Regions from separate parts of the Anser cygnoides genome. Here region 2 is linked to region 1. Evidence: chromatin contacts called from public Hi-C data. All regions are on one chromosome and are shown on one strand. Each heading gives the region's core, a stretch centred on a gene start, on an enhancer-like site or on the middle of the called end of the contact. The rest is flanking DNA. Distances are from core to core; before and after follow the strand shown.

Region 1 (7,791 bases), core at 3,002-5,501:
GTAAATCCCATATTATATGCACTGTGGCAGATATTTTGAAGCTGGCATTTTTGAGATGCGACATCATCATAAAGGTGGATTACATATGTCCAAAGGAATCAGATTTCTTCAGCTCCCAAAGACAGAGTTTAAAAGGTTCTTACGCCCCAGCTCCTGACCTATCTTCCTCCAAAAAAAAAAGCCTCTACCCATTCTACAACTTCCAGCCAAATTCCCTCATTATCTGGAACTCTGGAAGTGCAGATGTTATCAATTCATAAGAGAAAAAAGGAAACCTGATTAATGCTCCTCTAACCGGTATTGCTGGGAAACATGAGCAAAGATTTTCACCTAAATATCTCTATAGAATTCCACCGAAGGATACAAGAAGCCCATCATCTTTACCCTGTGAGCACACACCTGTGAGCAGATATACACAGCTTCATCAATATACCCATAACTTCCTCACATTTTCAGTGCACCTTGCCATAAACAACTACTTCACCTTACCTCCCAGGCATAGAAAAAAAATCCACCATGCTTTCCGTCTTCATTTTTCAGTGAAAAATTATAAAAATAAAAAGCTAAAGCAATCTGATGATAGTGAGCTATCACAGAGATGCAACTGCAAAAACTATTAAAGTAATGGTGGATTTTATAACACCTTAGATCACACTAATTTTAGACTGCTCTACGGAGAGATGAAAGAGGAAAATGCATTGGAAACCACAGCAGACAAAGTTGTGCTGATTTCTGAGGAATCATACAATGGAAAAACATGACAAGAATATGGTCTATTCAAGCTTGGGTGGAGAAATACATCATGGTGATGACAAAAAAATAAAAGAAGATATTTCAAAGTCATTTTGTCAAAATGTAAGTATTGTCTAGTCTTAGGTCAAGAGACCTTTAGCCTGGAAGGTAAAAAGGTAGCTCCAGATTAAACCCCATACTTCATCTCCAGCCTGTCTGCTTCAGAAGTAAAAAGCCTGGTCCCATTTCTGGACTTTTGGTAGAAAAATGCATACAAATACCCTAGTCACAGCTTAACAAGTCTTGAACATTAAGCTCCTCTAAACTGCATACAAATGAGACCATCTAAAAAAGACACACATAAAAAAAAAAAAGGCAAAGATGTTCTGCTTATCAAAAGCAAGTTACTAATAACAACAGATTCAGACAAACTCTCTTCTGAACACATAAGAAAAGAAGGGGTTTTAAAATGCCCATTACCAAACAGCCATTTTCATTTCTTCACTAACTGACCTTAAGCCCAGAGGTCTGCAACATTCAGTAAGTCTGCACAAACATCATTTATAAGACCCCTATTCAAACAAGAGCTTTGTGCATGTTCTGCATGATTAGGGTTTAAAAAACAAAACAACAGCAACTGCATGCTGACTGGAGAGTTATTTCTGTAGGAAAAGTAAGCCAAGAATACTTGTGAAGGCAGAACTACCTCTTTAACACTTTTTAATAAGTTGAAACCTGTTTCACAGATCTCTGTAGCTCCCTGACAGATGTGATGCCACTGCTGTTGCCTCTCTGCAACTGCCAGCTACCTCTACCAGGAACTGCATTGGTTTCACAGCTGCCATGAAGAACATGCAGCTGCCACAAAGCAGGTCTTGCTCCTTCCCCCCGGTACCCCCGGGGAATGGCTTCAAGAAGCACTTGGGACCAGGAGAGGAGCACAACAGCTGGGCTGCGGTGTGGTTCAGGGTGTTCCAGGAAAGCAACCCCTTCCTCCCATCAGCCACAATATGAGGGGGGGAGGGGGGGGGAGGGGAACACAAACAAAAACCCAAGCACACAAAACCTCCACAGCTGGCTGTCATGACAGTAACCCCCCCACCTCCTACAAATCTAAATACCTGCCCTTGAAATGTCAGTAGGGTCTGGCTTATCACAGTCCTCCGAGGTGTTTCTGTCTCTGGCTAGTAACAGCCCGGTACTTCAAGCCTGTACTAGTTAACGGGGTGCTGCACTTCCATGCTACCAATTTTATTCCTTTCCTGCTTGGTAAACCAGCCTACCGTAGTTTCCTTACACTAATAATCATGGCTCAGTTGTAAACCTCTGTCCGTTTGTGTTGTGTTGGTGGTTTAGTTTGTTGCTTTAAGCCAGTGAGAACAGGGAAGCGAGTTCTCTAAGCAGAGAGGATGCTGTAGCCCACCCGTATACCAGTTTCTGAGTTTCAGTCTCCAATACTGTTGGCTTGGCACCCCTCACAGCACTGAATTCACAAACCAAACAGCAGACTTCGTAACTTTACCTCTACTTCCACGTATAAATGTATTCATACTGATACTGGCACTGCCTCTGCCTCATTAAGGAACTGCTGACACCTCTTATGAACTCAACACATCTCGTTTGAACCAATTCTACCTGCACAGATTGTTTACTAGGGAGGACGTATGCATTAAAATTTGATTTGTTTGTTTCTTCAGAGTTCATCTGTTCCTGTTGTTTATATCTACATAAAGTAATAATAACAATCAGGGAATTAATATTATGCCACAAATAGAAGATTATGACTCCAGGGAGGTAATCAAACAACAGGAACACATGAACACAGAAGAAAGAGAAGTGCCGTTTGGATACAAGTGTCCTTGGCAATTGACAAAGGTGAGAGAGGAGAAGAGATAACAGCCTAAACGGTTTATAAACTGAATGTTTCTTCAAAGTTTCTTCTTAAGCATCATCAGGTATGCAAAAAACTTCGGTAGGACATCACTAGCTTGAGATTAATTTGAAGAAGTGACTGTGACCATGCTGATACTGCGTGACAATATGCATCCCAATGATTTCTATGCTGTCATTTGGACTGCGTTAAATGGCAAGTGAGAGCCAAACGAATGGTTTATTAGGACCAGGTATGATCGTGACATAATAAAATGAACTAATCAGGAAACAATTCCTCTCCATGCTCTGTATCCAACTTTACTTTTGAAAATTGAGGTTTCGCTGCCACAATAGGAATACAAAATGTGACGCAGTCCATTTAAATAAGTATACTTGTATCTTCACAAACAGGATACAATATGGCAAACAGATGCATAGAAGAAAAAAAAAAGGGGGGGGGGGTATGGAGGAGTGGAAAATTTTTGTTTTCCAGAGTGCCGAGCAACTGGCTACTGAGCAGTTCCTTCAGCCTAAGCCACCTTTACTCTGGCTTTTATCGAAACTCACGGATGTCGATGACAGACTAATTTTCGACATTAAAGTGCAGTTGACTAACTATTAGCAGTTAACCTCTTCCCTCATCTAGGGAAAAACATAAGGGCAAGAGGATGGATGCAACCACCACAGGTGACTTCTCCCCAGCAGGAGCCAGCACGGACCCTGTCGCTGAGTTCAGCGCGTTCTCCAAGGGCGCCTCGGCTGTCTCCCCACGAAATCCCACAGACCAAGAAACCGCCTTGGAGAGGGGGGGTGGAACAACGATTTCCCGGGGTGCCCCCAGTGACACCCCCCGGAGCTACTCGGGGGCCTCTGCGCAGCCCCGCGAGCGTTGATCGCGACCCAGCAAACTTCTCCGGGGTCCCGGCAGCGACAGGAGGAAAATCATTTCTCCTGCGGCCGGCGCGGCGATGCTGGCGTGACATTTGCGGTTTTTTGTTTATTTTATTTTAATTTATTTTTATTTTATTTTAAGTTAGAGGAGACAACAATGCCGGGAGGGGTGCGGAGCACTGCCCCCGCAGCGGGCCCCGCCAGGCCGCTCCCCTCCCGCACGGGCAAACATGGCCCCTCGCAGCACAGCCGTCAACTTTTCCCCTGCCTCCTCCTCCTCCTCCTCCTCCCGCCTCCCCGCTCACCTCTCATCAGGGAACAAAAACTGCAGGCAAGCAGGCTGCGCAGGACGGCCCCCATCTTCCCTCGCTCCGCGCTCTCACCGGCGGGGCGGCGGCGAGGAGCAGCACCCCCGCTGCCCGTTCATGCTTCCCGGCCGGCGGGGAGAGGAGGAGGAGGAGGAGGAAGAAGAGAAGGAGGAAGGCCGGGGCAGCGAGGCACCCCCTAGCAGGCCGCTCGCCCCGCCGCGCCGCCGCTCTCCCCCATGCCGGCCGCCGCCTGGCCGCGGCCGTTCGCCATCCACCCCCCGAGCCCGAGCCCGAGCGCTCCCCGCGGCTCCTCCGGGCGCGCACAGGCGCAGGGATACAGCCTCCTCCTCCTCCTCCTCCTCCTCCTCCTCCTCTTCCTCCTCCCCCGGCCGCCGCGCCCCGCTCCCCGAGCAGCGCCCGCCTCCCCGGGCACGGAGGGAGGGACGGCTGGAAGGAGGGACGGACGGAAGGAGGGACAGAAGGAGGGAGGGACGGACGGACGGATGGGATGGAGGGAGAGAGGGAGGGATGCCAGCGCCGCCCACTGCCCGCTCGCTCCCCCCCAGCGCACGCACACGGCCGCGGCGGGGCCCTCCGTGCCCGCGGGGGGCAGAGGGGGTCGGCCCAAATTCCTGCGGGGCTACCGCACGCGTGGGGCTCCCCGCCTTTTCTCTCCCTCCACGCCGTTTTTAGGGAGCAGCGCGGCTCGGAGAGACGCCGGCCCGGCAGGGACGGGACTACTTTCGGGCACGGAGCGGCGGCACAAAGGCGGCAGCTCCTCCTCCTCCTCCTCCAGGTGAAGGCCGTCCCTCTCCTGCTGCCCCCTCCCGCACGCCCGTTTCTTAGCGAAACGAGCAGCGAGCGCACCGCAAACTGCGGGACGTGGCCACACAGCCCCGCTTGCAAAAAGGCGTCCCTCTCCTGCCTTGTGCGCCACGGGAAACAATCGCAGCTTCCTTGAATTTCCTCCCGTTTTTTCCTCCCCTAACCCGTTTTCCTGAACCTGCTTCAGGAGTTTTCCAAGGAAACACAGTTTCCTCCGGTTTTCCAGACCTGCTTCGGGGAGGTTTCTCCAAGGAAAACCCACTTTCTGCAAGGAAAACCCAAGTCTGAATGTGCACGGCTCCCTCCCAGCCTGTTGCAGCCCTTTGCTGGGGTGATGCTGTGAGGCAGAATGACTTGAAGCAAAATTTGAAGTCCTTGCCCCCAGAAGTCTGTATTGTTCTCAAGGTTATTAGAAACTTATGGAAATGTTTAACTTTTAATTTCGTATCTGTTGAACATGTATTTTCGTAGCTTTTCTTATGATTACAGTAGGAGATAACATCTGGGCCAGATTAAAAGCCCAGGCATCGTAGACTGACTCTAACATCAGGCTCCTGCAGTCATGTGATAATATCAGACTTTCAGCTTTTACTAGGGGGAAAAAAAAAAAAAAAAAAAAAAAAAAAAGCAGTCAAAACTTTTTACATAAAGAAATATATATCCAACCTTCAAGGTTGTTTACTTTTTTTTTTTTTTTTTTTTTAACAACTCAAAAGCAATACCTGCCTAGGGGCAGGTCTGCATTACCAAACGTTGTCCTTGACCCTCTCCCGGATGAAATAGCCTCCCCTTTTACTGCCATGTCAGCCGGGGAGATAAGCAAGCTCAAGCAAGATCCACGTGGATGGTGGAGGGCAAGGGCTTCCCCTGAGCAAATGTACCAGAAAGTAGATAAACCTCATCTTCCCCGTGTCATCACAACCAGCTTTGCAGGGACAGTCAGAAGGAGCACAACATTCAATTTATTTTCACTGATTAGAATCAGAGAGAAATAAAAGGAGGATTTTTTTTTTCCTTATGGTACATGCTCATAATTTTGTATGATCAGTGATTAACCTCTTCTGGAGTATTGTGAGTCTATCGTGAATTCTTCATATCTTAATAATGTAATGCACAGCTGAGGAAAACCTCAAGCCTGAACCTCTGAATCACACAACACATTTCTCTACATGCTGTTCCCCTAGCATCTTATCATTTTTTGGCTGGAAACACGCTGGTGTCTCGACTGTCTCCCTTGGGAGCCTGATCCCCTGCCTATTTGCTCTAACATCTTCCCTGCAGTCCAAGCTGGCTGGTTTTATTTTTAGCTTTCAGACATTATATGCTGTCACCCCTTATGCTGGTGCATTTCACCGTTTTCCTATAATTCAAGCCTTTTCCTTTCCTGATAGGATTTCCTCTAAGTCATTTAATGATTAGTGGCTTCACTTGCCTCTGCCTATCCCTTTTCTCCACACCCTTCCTAGAGACAGTCCTCATCTCTCTACTCAAGCCTAGGTAGCTTTTTTTAAACCCATTTTCTATTCAATGCTTTGGATTCAAGACCAAACCTCTGTTCTAACTGCTTCTTGGCTTTGATTCTAGTTCATACACATAGATTTAACTCAGTCATAGCAATTTTTACAAAGAGGAGGCAAGAAGAGAAAACACAGAGAAAAGCCTCTGATAGGCGGGGTTTCTCTGAAATGATTATGCTGCTTATATGAGTTTAAAGTCAGAATGAAGTAAATGAGAGTAGAGAGGGAATGTTTCTTCTGTTGGAGCGAGAAGCTCGTCTTGTTGGGTACGATCATTTTTATTGACCTTATGAACAGAAATCTTCGTTTGCTGGTTTGAATCCCATCAAAGGCTTCCACTGTTGAGAAGTCTACACAGCCTTCCCCCCAGACTTGGATGGTGATTCAGTGATACCAAAGCTTTCACATAGGTTTCTTTATGCTCAGGTTATTTCCCTGTTTTGGTTCCTAATGCGGCCTCACAAGCAGTTCTGTCAGGCACAGAGGACAGCAAGGAGCAGCAGCTGGGGCTCCTGGAACCAGTAGCAACAGCCGAGGTCTCTGCATCTTTGAACGGTGCCCTGGGTTCCAGGGAAGTCAGTGGGATCCTTTGTAGGACTGGGACTAAAGTCTCTAATGAGCAAAAGCTGCTAAGATGGCTGCTCAGCAAATGAATTTGTGGCTGCCCACATCACAGAAACCACTATCATAATTAGCTCTCTCACTGAATGTCTCAACAAGAATGAATGGGCATGGCGTGGTGAAATCCTGGTCCCTCTGAAGTCGATGGCAAAACTCTCACTGACTTCAAAAGGGCACAGATTCATACTGAAACTCTAGCTCAAGTTCTCTCTTGCCCCCAGCAGGAAAGACTGCAGCAAAGTAGTTTAGGAAATGGGACATGACGTAGTGACGACTTCGCCAGTGTTGTCTGCTAAAACCATTTTGCAGATATAATAAGACACCCTGACTCCCAGGATCATCGCCTTGCCATTTCGCTTAGGTCGTACAGTTGATATTCATAAACAAAAGTACTTCATCCAACTCTTTCCCAACACAAGATCAGCTCTAAGAAATATGATAGATATGCCTGACAAGGTTTATCCTGTTCCAAGAGCAATGGATTCACCATAGTGTTACTCTTTTGATGAATAGAATACCTGATCATCATCTATCCCTTCTTAAAGTTCAATTATAAGCCAAACTACCTTTTCCCTCACCTTTGGTCCCATACCATATCAACTGCATCTTTTCAACAGGACTTGGGCAGCTTGAGAGCAGATTTCTTTGGATTGGTAGCCATTTCTCTATTCCAGAAATTTTCTCCAGGCTGGGAGACCTCATTTATCTTCACAGCTACTGGCTGCAGGGCTCCCCACAGTGTGTCAAAACACAGAAAAAATAGCATTGTTGCTACTTCTGTGGCAATTTTCCCCTCAAACATCTAATCAAGTTCCTTTTTTTTTTCTTTTTTTTTTTTTTTTAATCATAGAATTAGAATTTCTTCTTCTCCTTGCTCTTCAGTACTACATATTTTTTTCCCCATTATGTGTAACACCCATTCTTTCTTTCCCATCTCCTCTTCCAGAATATGTTGCCTGGTGCCCAGGATGAGAACTGCATTTCTTTGTGCTGAAAACATCCTTACAACAAAAACTTCACAGAGG
Region 2 (7,791 bases), core at 1,652-4,151, 88 kb before region 1:
CATTTAATGGCCTCTTTTCTCCAGGATGCTAGTAAAGCAGCTCTTTGCAATACTAAGATGTGTACTTGCACATGCTGGAAATCCACCCACCATTACCAAGCTCAGTTAGCCATACAGCTGAAAAGAGGGCTGTTTTTAAAACACATGTGCCTTTGGGCACTTTAACGTGGTAGTAGCAATGCAGATACATGTCAACTACATTTAACTAATTCTCTGGGATACAATCCAGACATGGCAGCAAGAAACTGCAAGCCCTACACATAAAGCAGGATATTCAGGGAATGTGATGAGTTTGGTGATGCCACAGCTCTGCTGCTACCAGTGTTTTGGAAGCCAATTTAAAGCTAGATCCTGCACGTTTATTCCATAGACACCACAGGACAAAAGTACTTCTAGTTATTTTTAAAGATGATTTTGCAGTATTCATATGAAAAGCACTTAGCAGTCTAACAGGCTCATTCTTAGATTTTGCAAACTGATGTTCAGATCGCAGGATGAAAATCTGCTACAGCTGCAGTTTCATAAACAGCTAGGCTAATCTAATAGCTGGCTGTTAAAAAGAGAAGTCCTCATTTTCCTTGATCCTTCTTCACTTCTTATTGGATCCAGGGTTGTCTCAAACCTATGAGATACTCCAATTACCTAAGCAGCAGAAAATTACCTATTTTTGGGGTGCTTGCTTGTTTTCCACCTTGTTATTCTGCCAAGTTAGAGAACTGAAGGACCTCACAAAATACCTACCCCATGCCATTGAACTGCAGTTATTAGGTGAAAAACTGTATTCTGCCCATTTCTAAAAATCTGACGTGGTATAAAGTGATACCCATAGAAGAGCACTGCTGAAATATCTTATTTTATTATACTAGCCTTATTTGCATTCTCACTCACCAATTATCTGGAGGACATTTGTAGCTTTGAGGCCCATTAGATCAGGCAGTTGATCTATGATGATCTCTCTTTCTGCTGTTCGTTTATGCACACGTTCAATACTGCGTCTTTGCCAGTCTGTCCAATAAACATAGTCTCCCAGCAATGTGAATCCAAAGATATGAGGCAGCTTGTCCTCCACCAGAACTCTTCTCCCAGTTCCATCAGCATTCATGACCTATGGATACACATAAACACAAACATTTCCATGTATACAGAATAATTCTGTTGCTATTTATCAGTGATTAATTACCTGCTCCTCATTTAGACCTTAAACTCCAAAATAATCTCCTACCCACTGAAGTGCTATCAATGTTACACAGCAATCTAATAAAACAAGACTAGTTTAACAGGTAGTTGTTTTAAAAGCCATGGAGGATCCCTTATGCATAGCCTTACATACTAAGGCTATTCTCATAAGCAGATCATAATGTGAAATAATAACACAACACTCCTTATATTTGCTTTATGAACTATATTATGTGTGCCTGTTACACATTGTCTCTCTCTTTCATTTCTGACTTACCTCTCTTGGCTCAGTTTTAAATGGGAGATGCTGTGTTTTACACGAATGAAGACAAGCTTACAATGTTAGGGAGTCCTAGCTCAGTATCTTGTAGTCCACAGTCCCTCCCAAATGAGCTTTGTCCAGGTTACAGATAGCAATAAGAGGAGGCCTCACAAATTCTGGGAGGCAAACAGGAAGATCTATAGAATCATACTCCCAAATCTAAACAAAGAACCAGTTTTACATTCTTCACAATTAAGTTCAGTGCTTTTTGTACTAGAAGGAACACTAATACTCTGTAAATAATTGCATGCCTTTGATCAAGACACTTGAATTCACTGTGTCATTTTCCTGTATTGCTAGAAAGAAGTAATACCTAACTTCCTCAAAGAGGCACCGAAAGGATTAATTAAACATAGGTATGCATGTTCAAGTGATCAAGTACCTTATGAATGCCAAGTATTATTATAAAAAGTGCCATATTGAAGTGAAGAGTTATATTTTGAGAAGCTTAAAAATGCTTCAGCACTGCAGTTTTATAGGATTACTAAGGAGGATATATAGAAAAGTTCCTTCTGAAGTATTTCTACTTGTTTTAATTTTATAGGAAACATTTTAGCATGCATGCATGTATACTACCCTTCAAAAAAAAAAAAAAAGGAAAAAGAAAAAAGAAAAAGAACCCCTTATTGTAAGAACTTCCCAAGGCAATGTGATTCACAAAATTCAAACCAAATATTCAAAGTAGCATACTAATCCCTGAAACATTAACACACTCTTCCAACATCCCGAGGATGTTCCAAGTTAAGGACTGAAAAAGGATGACTTACTAAACTGCTGTTTTCAGATCTCTCTCTTACCCTTACCTTGGTGGAATTGGGTAGTCATAGACAAGTCTGTATGATTACTCATTCTTCCCAAGGCTCAAATACAAAGACTTGTACAATAACAACCTTCAGGATCAATTGGCTTAATAACTTGGCTAGATGGATGATGTTTTGCGGCCAGGAGAATTTACTAGCATATAAGAAATTAGAAGGCTAGCTTGGAGAGCACCCCCCTACCTTTGCCTATCAGAGAACAGATGGGGAGTGAGGAAAGGAATAGAGAAACAGAAGTGGAACCCATACCTTTCTCTGCACATGGCATAATGTGCAGATTATTAAAATAAACTATTTTAAAGTTTACTTAAAAAGTGGAAGAAAATGTTATAAACTTCAGAATAATTAAATTCTGCCTTAAATCTGTGTTCTGTCAAACTTGTAGACGCTATTACATTTACTCTCTGTATGTTAGAATGGGAACCAAATCTTTATAAGCACAATTCCTACAGAAATATGAAAGAGGCTCTGCATGCTTGTTGGTTTGTAGGAATAAGCTCCATGTTGACTGTTTTAAAAAAGCTTATAATTACGTTGTGGAATTGGCTTACCAAAAAATCTTCGGTCTAGTAGTATATGCAGCAAACTTCTACACATGCACTAATGCACATGCTTCACAAAAAATAAGACAAGCATTACTTGGCGAAACTTTTTTTTCCTGTGTTCTCACTAAGATCCTTTTGAGAGTCAAGCACAGCACTTGGCAGCTTCACTTTGTACTAGGGTGCGTTTACCATCCTAAAGCTGCAACTTGTCCTTTACACTGATAACCAATTCCAAACACAGCTTTTCCTATCACAGATTGTTTAGCTGGGCTCAGAGCCCAGCATAATTGCCTAATTTCTGGACTTCCTTTGAAAACAAGCTCTGCTCTTCCATTTATTCTACTTCAGAAATTTTCAGCATCTGCTGGCTCTCTCTCATTTCCTAGCAGCATGCCTCCTGTGTTCTGTTTGGATAAATGAGGTTGCTAAACAACAGAGTAATGGTTAACTTTAGAACCAGGGACCCAGATTTAACATCCATAAGGTAACCCATAAGTTATGGTGCATAACCCCACTATCTCTTTAAGAAACCATCACTACCACCAAGCAAAACTGTTGATCCCCTTTACCTACCACCCCTTTCTAACCGCAACACACCTCTTAAATTTCTGGGATGACTTGTTTCCCCCTCCCCCTTAAACTACTGAGACAAGCCACTTGCTTGCAACTAATTAATATATGGCAATTAGTGCTTGCTAAGCAAACCAAACAGCTATGTGGAACTGATGGATGTTGCAAAGCTGACTGAAAACACAGTAATAACCAGCGAAATATCACTACCACAAAGCACTATCTTCAGCTACTACACTTTTTACCTTGTACTTATAAAAAGAATAAACTTCTGTATTTAGGGGGTGTTTAACTACCAGTTAAAAGAATTAGCTGGAAGGCATGTAGTGTGAGGTGAACTTTCTCTGGTAAACTTTAAATAAGCTTCATCTTATTCTGAAAGTCAGGAAAAGAGGCGAGAGGACTTAAATATTAACTATCTGCTTATATTAAATTTTTGTTTTGCCACATACAGGTTATTTTGAAAGCCAACTTTATGCCAGCTAGACCAAACAGATGCTTATGTGAAAATACTTACACATACCTGCTGCCCTTCTGTCACTGCAATCTTACCTGATATCACACATCTGTGTGATATTATTTGATATAAACATCTGTTCACTAGCAGCTGGGTATCACCATAGTAATTTTTTCATGGCACCACGCTGTCTACACTCACTTTGACTGTATTTTAGGAGAACTGAATAGAATCTCATCAATAGGATACAGAACCAAACAGCCTGGTGTAAGGCAGACGGAAAGTGACAAGGGATATAGGGATGACACATAAAACAAACATATATAATAAATGACACAAATAAAAAGACACAATCAGTAATCAATGCATTCCAAAGAAGTTCAGCACAATCTTCCTATGGACTGAAAATCAGGTGACAACCAAGTCCCAGCTGATACTGCTTTATGTATTCATTCCCTTTCTCTGGCCCAGATGGATCAGTTGACTACAGTGAAGCATAGCACCACTGAATCCCCCTGTGAGAAACCCACCTTCTACTGTGAGGCAGTGCCTCCAGTGGTTTATGCTGCTGTAACCACAATGTGGTGTGGGTTTCACATTCTGAATACTGCAAACCACAGTGAGAATATAGACTACAACAGGAAACAGATGTGGCATAACCACAAACACTACCTTTACTGAAAGAGTGAGAAGCTCCACAAAAAAAGTTAAACGAAGTACAAAAATTAAACAGCCTCAGAAAAATGTCAAACAGCCTGCTTGTAGGATAAGAGTTTTGTTTATCCTAGAACAATAATGAATACAAACCTATGGCCTCAAGAATGCAACATATTCAGATAGATGAATTGGTGCTGAAAACGTGGTCATATTTTAAGATGCTGTATTTAACAGTCAATACTAACGATAAAAAATCTTTGAAGCATTGTTTCTATATTAAAGCTACAGACTGGATTGCAAAGCGGTATTTTCTAAGGGTCTTTCTTGCTGCCAGATACCCTGGATTCAATTCACTCTTGAATGCTAGTAGTAACTGTGATAAATAGGCTAATGCAGTGAATTTGCCTTTCTAATAATCTGGGGTTTGAACGTTTGGTAATTTACATATGTTACTTGATTAGTTTAAGTCTAGATCTCAATCATTACACCTGCCTCATCTGTGAAAATAATATTCAGCTCTGGTTAGAGCTAATGCGGGAGCCCTGGCAAAGCTGCACAGGGCTCCAAACAAGACCAGCAGCCTGTGCTCAGGGCTAGCAGACCAAGGCCAGTTGTAGGGGAGGCTAGGCAGAGGCACACCACCTCATATCCACAGTACTGAGGGGATGCTAAAAACAGAAACTGTCTTGTTCCTATTAGGCCATACTTAGATCAACATCAAGCACAACAGCCCAAGCCTACAAGGTGCTAGACAGCTTCAGTATCGACAGCTCCAGAAGAAGAAGACAGCATGCAGGCTCTAGAAAGAGCACACTTTCCGATACAAATCTGGGAGACTATTAGACAAAGCTGATAGGATTTACTCATAATTAACCCAGTTCCATAAGCAGGGTGAGAGTGTGCAAACTGTTGTCTTTCACCTTAATTCATGAGTACAGTTTAATTTTGGGTGTACTTATAAATAATCAGGAAGCATTTAAATACCGTGCATACTATGTGCTCTCTCAGGATGTTTTGAATAGAAGAAGCCAATAATCAAAAAACAATTTACAAACAATAACTGGTACCACTGTATCTTCAAAAAATGAAAGATCACCTACAAGAATATAGAGTTAACCTTACAGCATTAAAAAAAAAAAAGAAACCATTTCCTTATGTGAAGGAAATATCGGGGGGGGGGGGGGGGGGGGCATAAAGGGGAGGGGGGGAAAGATGGACGACTCTTCCTGAGTAGACCTTAAAATCTCAAGTCACTTTAATGGAAAGTTGTGTTTCCTGCAATAGTTTGGAAGAGCAGAAACAGATCAGAAAGCATTACCACCTTCACAATTTCAGCATGGGTCTTGTTAATGCATTCTAGGAACATAAATAATTGAAAAGCAATGAGGTGAAAAAGTCAGTTTTTAGTGAGTTGATCATTAACACTACTATTCTGCATAAGATGTTTGCAAAGTGTTACTCTAAGACAGCTATGAGATACCAAATTCAATACATATATATATATATGATATTTCAAAATAACACAGAAGAAGATCTTGAACAAGGCCTGAATTATACTTAAAATAGTTAAGGAATATTCAAGGTTTAAGCTTAGTTATTTCAGCCTTGATTATTCACTGATAAATACTTACATGTACTGTTTCTTTGATGCAACTCATTGACTCAGTTCATGACACTGCTAATCAAGGATATGACTATTCATCTTCCACCTAAATGTACATGAATCTTACTATATCAGAGAAGTGAAAAACAACACTAACTCATTAAATCTATTTGATTAAGGAAAAAAGAAAACTGGGACAGCATCTCTCAAAAACAACTTTGAAAGATAGCTAGAATGCCTTCTGAACATCACATTAACATTTTTTCAGTCTGATTTAGTGAACTATGTATTTCCATCTTGCTTTTTTAAGCAACATGAACAGACCAGACCAGAATGATTTTACTGTTGTGGCTGCAGTAATATCACACAATTAAAACATGGACCTGCTATAAAACACCTCAAAAAGAGGAAAAATGAGACATCTTATCTAAATTTCTAATTTTATTAGTCTTCCCATCTTAAAAAAAAAAAAGACATGATCAACTATACCCTCTTTGGCTGAGCAGTCAAAACTTCAAACTTATTTTAAGGAAATCATTCTGTCAATGTCATTAACTTACTGGCAACAGCATTTTCCGTCTATTCTAAAAAGACAAGGAGCATTGCAGATAAAAAATGGAAAGATGTCTCTTCACTGAAGTAAAATTCTAAGAAATGAACAGAAAGGATACCTGGAACCCTTTATATTTGCTTCAGAAACCAAGTGCCTCCGGCCAACTCTACAATTTCTTATTATAAATTGTTCTATAATAGCCATTACCAATTTTTAATTTAACAGTTCCCAAAACCCTCTATTTAATTTTGAGCTCTAATTATTTTTCTAAAGAATTCAAAATATTATTTTTCCTGAGAATGGATAATATTCCTAATAGGACTGTAGTGAAGATAAATATGCAGAAACAGAAGAGATTAATTTCATAAATAGACCTTTCTATCATACTACAGACACTGTATAAGCTCATTTCTTTCATAATAGGACAACTTTCCTAGCTCCCTGATCAATCAACACCAACAACAGAATTATTTTCTCGATAGTGGAATCTAATTTTAGGGAAAAAAAAAAAGTTCAGTTTTCAATAATAATGTCTCAAGTCAGGTGAAGTGATAAGCAGACAAAGAAAAGAGTTTACATTTATTACCACTGTGACAATCAACTATGACACCTCGTAGGAAATCTCATGCAATACAAAAAAAAAAAAATCCTGCATTTATGAAGAACAGGCTAAGACAAAAAACGAGCTGAAATGAACAGGATGAGAAGAGATTTTCATAGGTAAATGAAGATGCTTGGCTATGGAAATTATTTTTTGTTATAAATACATAAGGTGGAGCAGCAACTGTCTGAGGGTGTTCTGTTATGTGGGCATAGGCTATAAGAGAATAAGAGAATATGGGTACAAACAGAGGATCAAAAGCAAGCTAATTACTGCAATTTTGCAGCTTACCATTTGTAAGCTAAATCTGATGAGTAACTATATTCATACTTCACATGTAGACTATATTCATACTTCACAGGAAACAAAGTAAGCTAGCTGAAACCAACATGAACCTCCATGGTGGTTTTGGGAGACAATTTTAAAACTCTAAGTTTGGCAGCACAACTTCTAACGCTCTTGAACATGGGCAAAAGCCTCTGTTCTCTC

The links. Hi-C and Micro-C count contacts between places; a contact is called where the count stands out from the background.
Region 2: a Hi-C map of liver shows a contact between it and region 1, with 3 times the contacts expected there. The contact joins the enhancer-like site here to the promoter of BORCS5 in region 1. A contact is called at or near these places in 2 of 7 Hi-C or Micro-C datasets (both in liver).

What each region holds. Positions count from the first base shown.
Region 1 is chr1:72,256,211-72,264,001 of Taihu_goose_T2T_genome, reverse strand. It overlaps BORCS5 (BLOC-1 related complex subunit 5), which reads left to right and starts at 4,251. Exons shown (of 5, transcript XM_013172846.3): 1 at 4,251-4,599; 2 at 7,713-7,791. The coding sequence starts at 4,307. LRP6 (LDL receptor related protein 6) reads right to left here and starts at 4,139. Exons shown (of 23, transcript XM_013172840.3): 1 at 3,801-4,139. The coding sequence starts at 3,855.
Region 2 is chr1:72,342,686-72,350,476 of Taihu_goose_T2T_genome, reverse strand. It overlaps LRP6 (LDL receptor related protein 6), which reads right to left. Exons shown (of 23, transcript XM_013172840.3): 8 at 889-1,105. Among named protein-coding and RNA genes, the nearest start is that of BCL2L14, 78 kb to the left of the region's middle. Within about 2 kb of position 2,901, at least 2 of the 3 cell types and tissues checked have open chromatin away from gene starts, as enhancers often do. A contact at or near this core is called in liver, where this site is marked.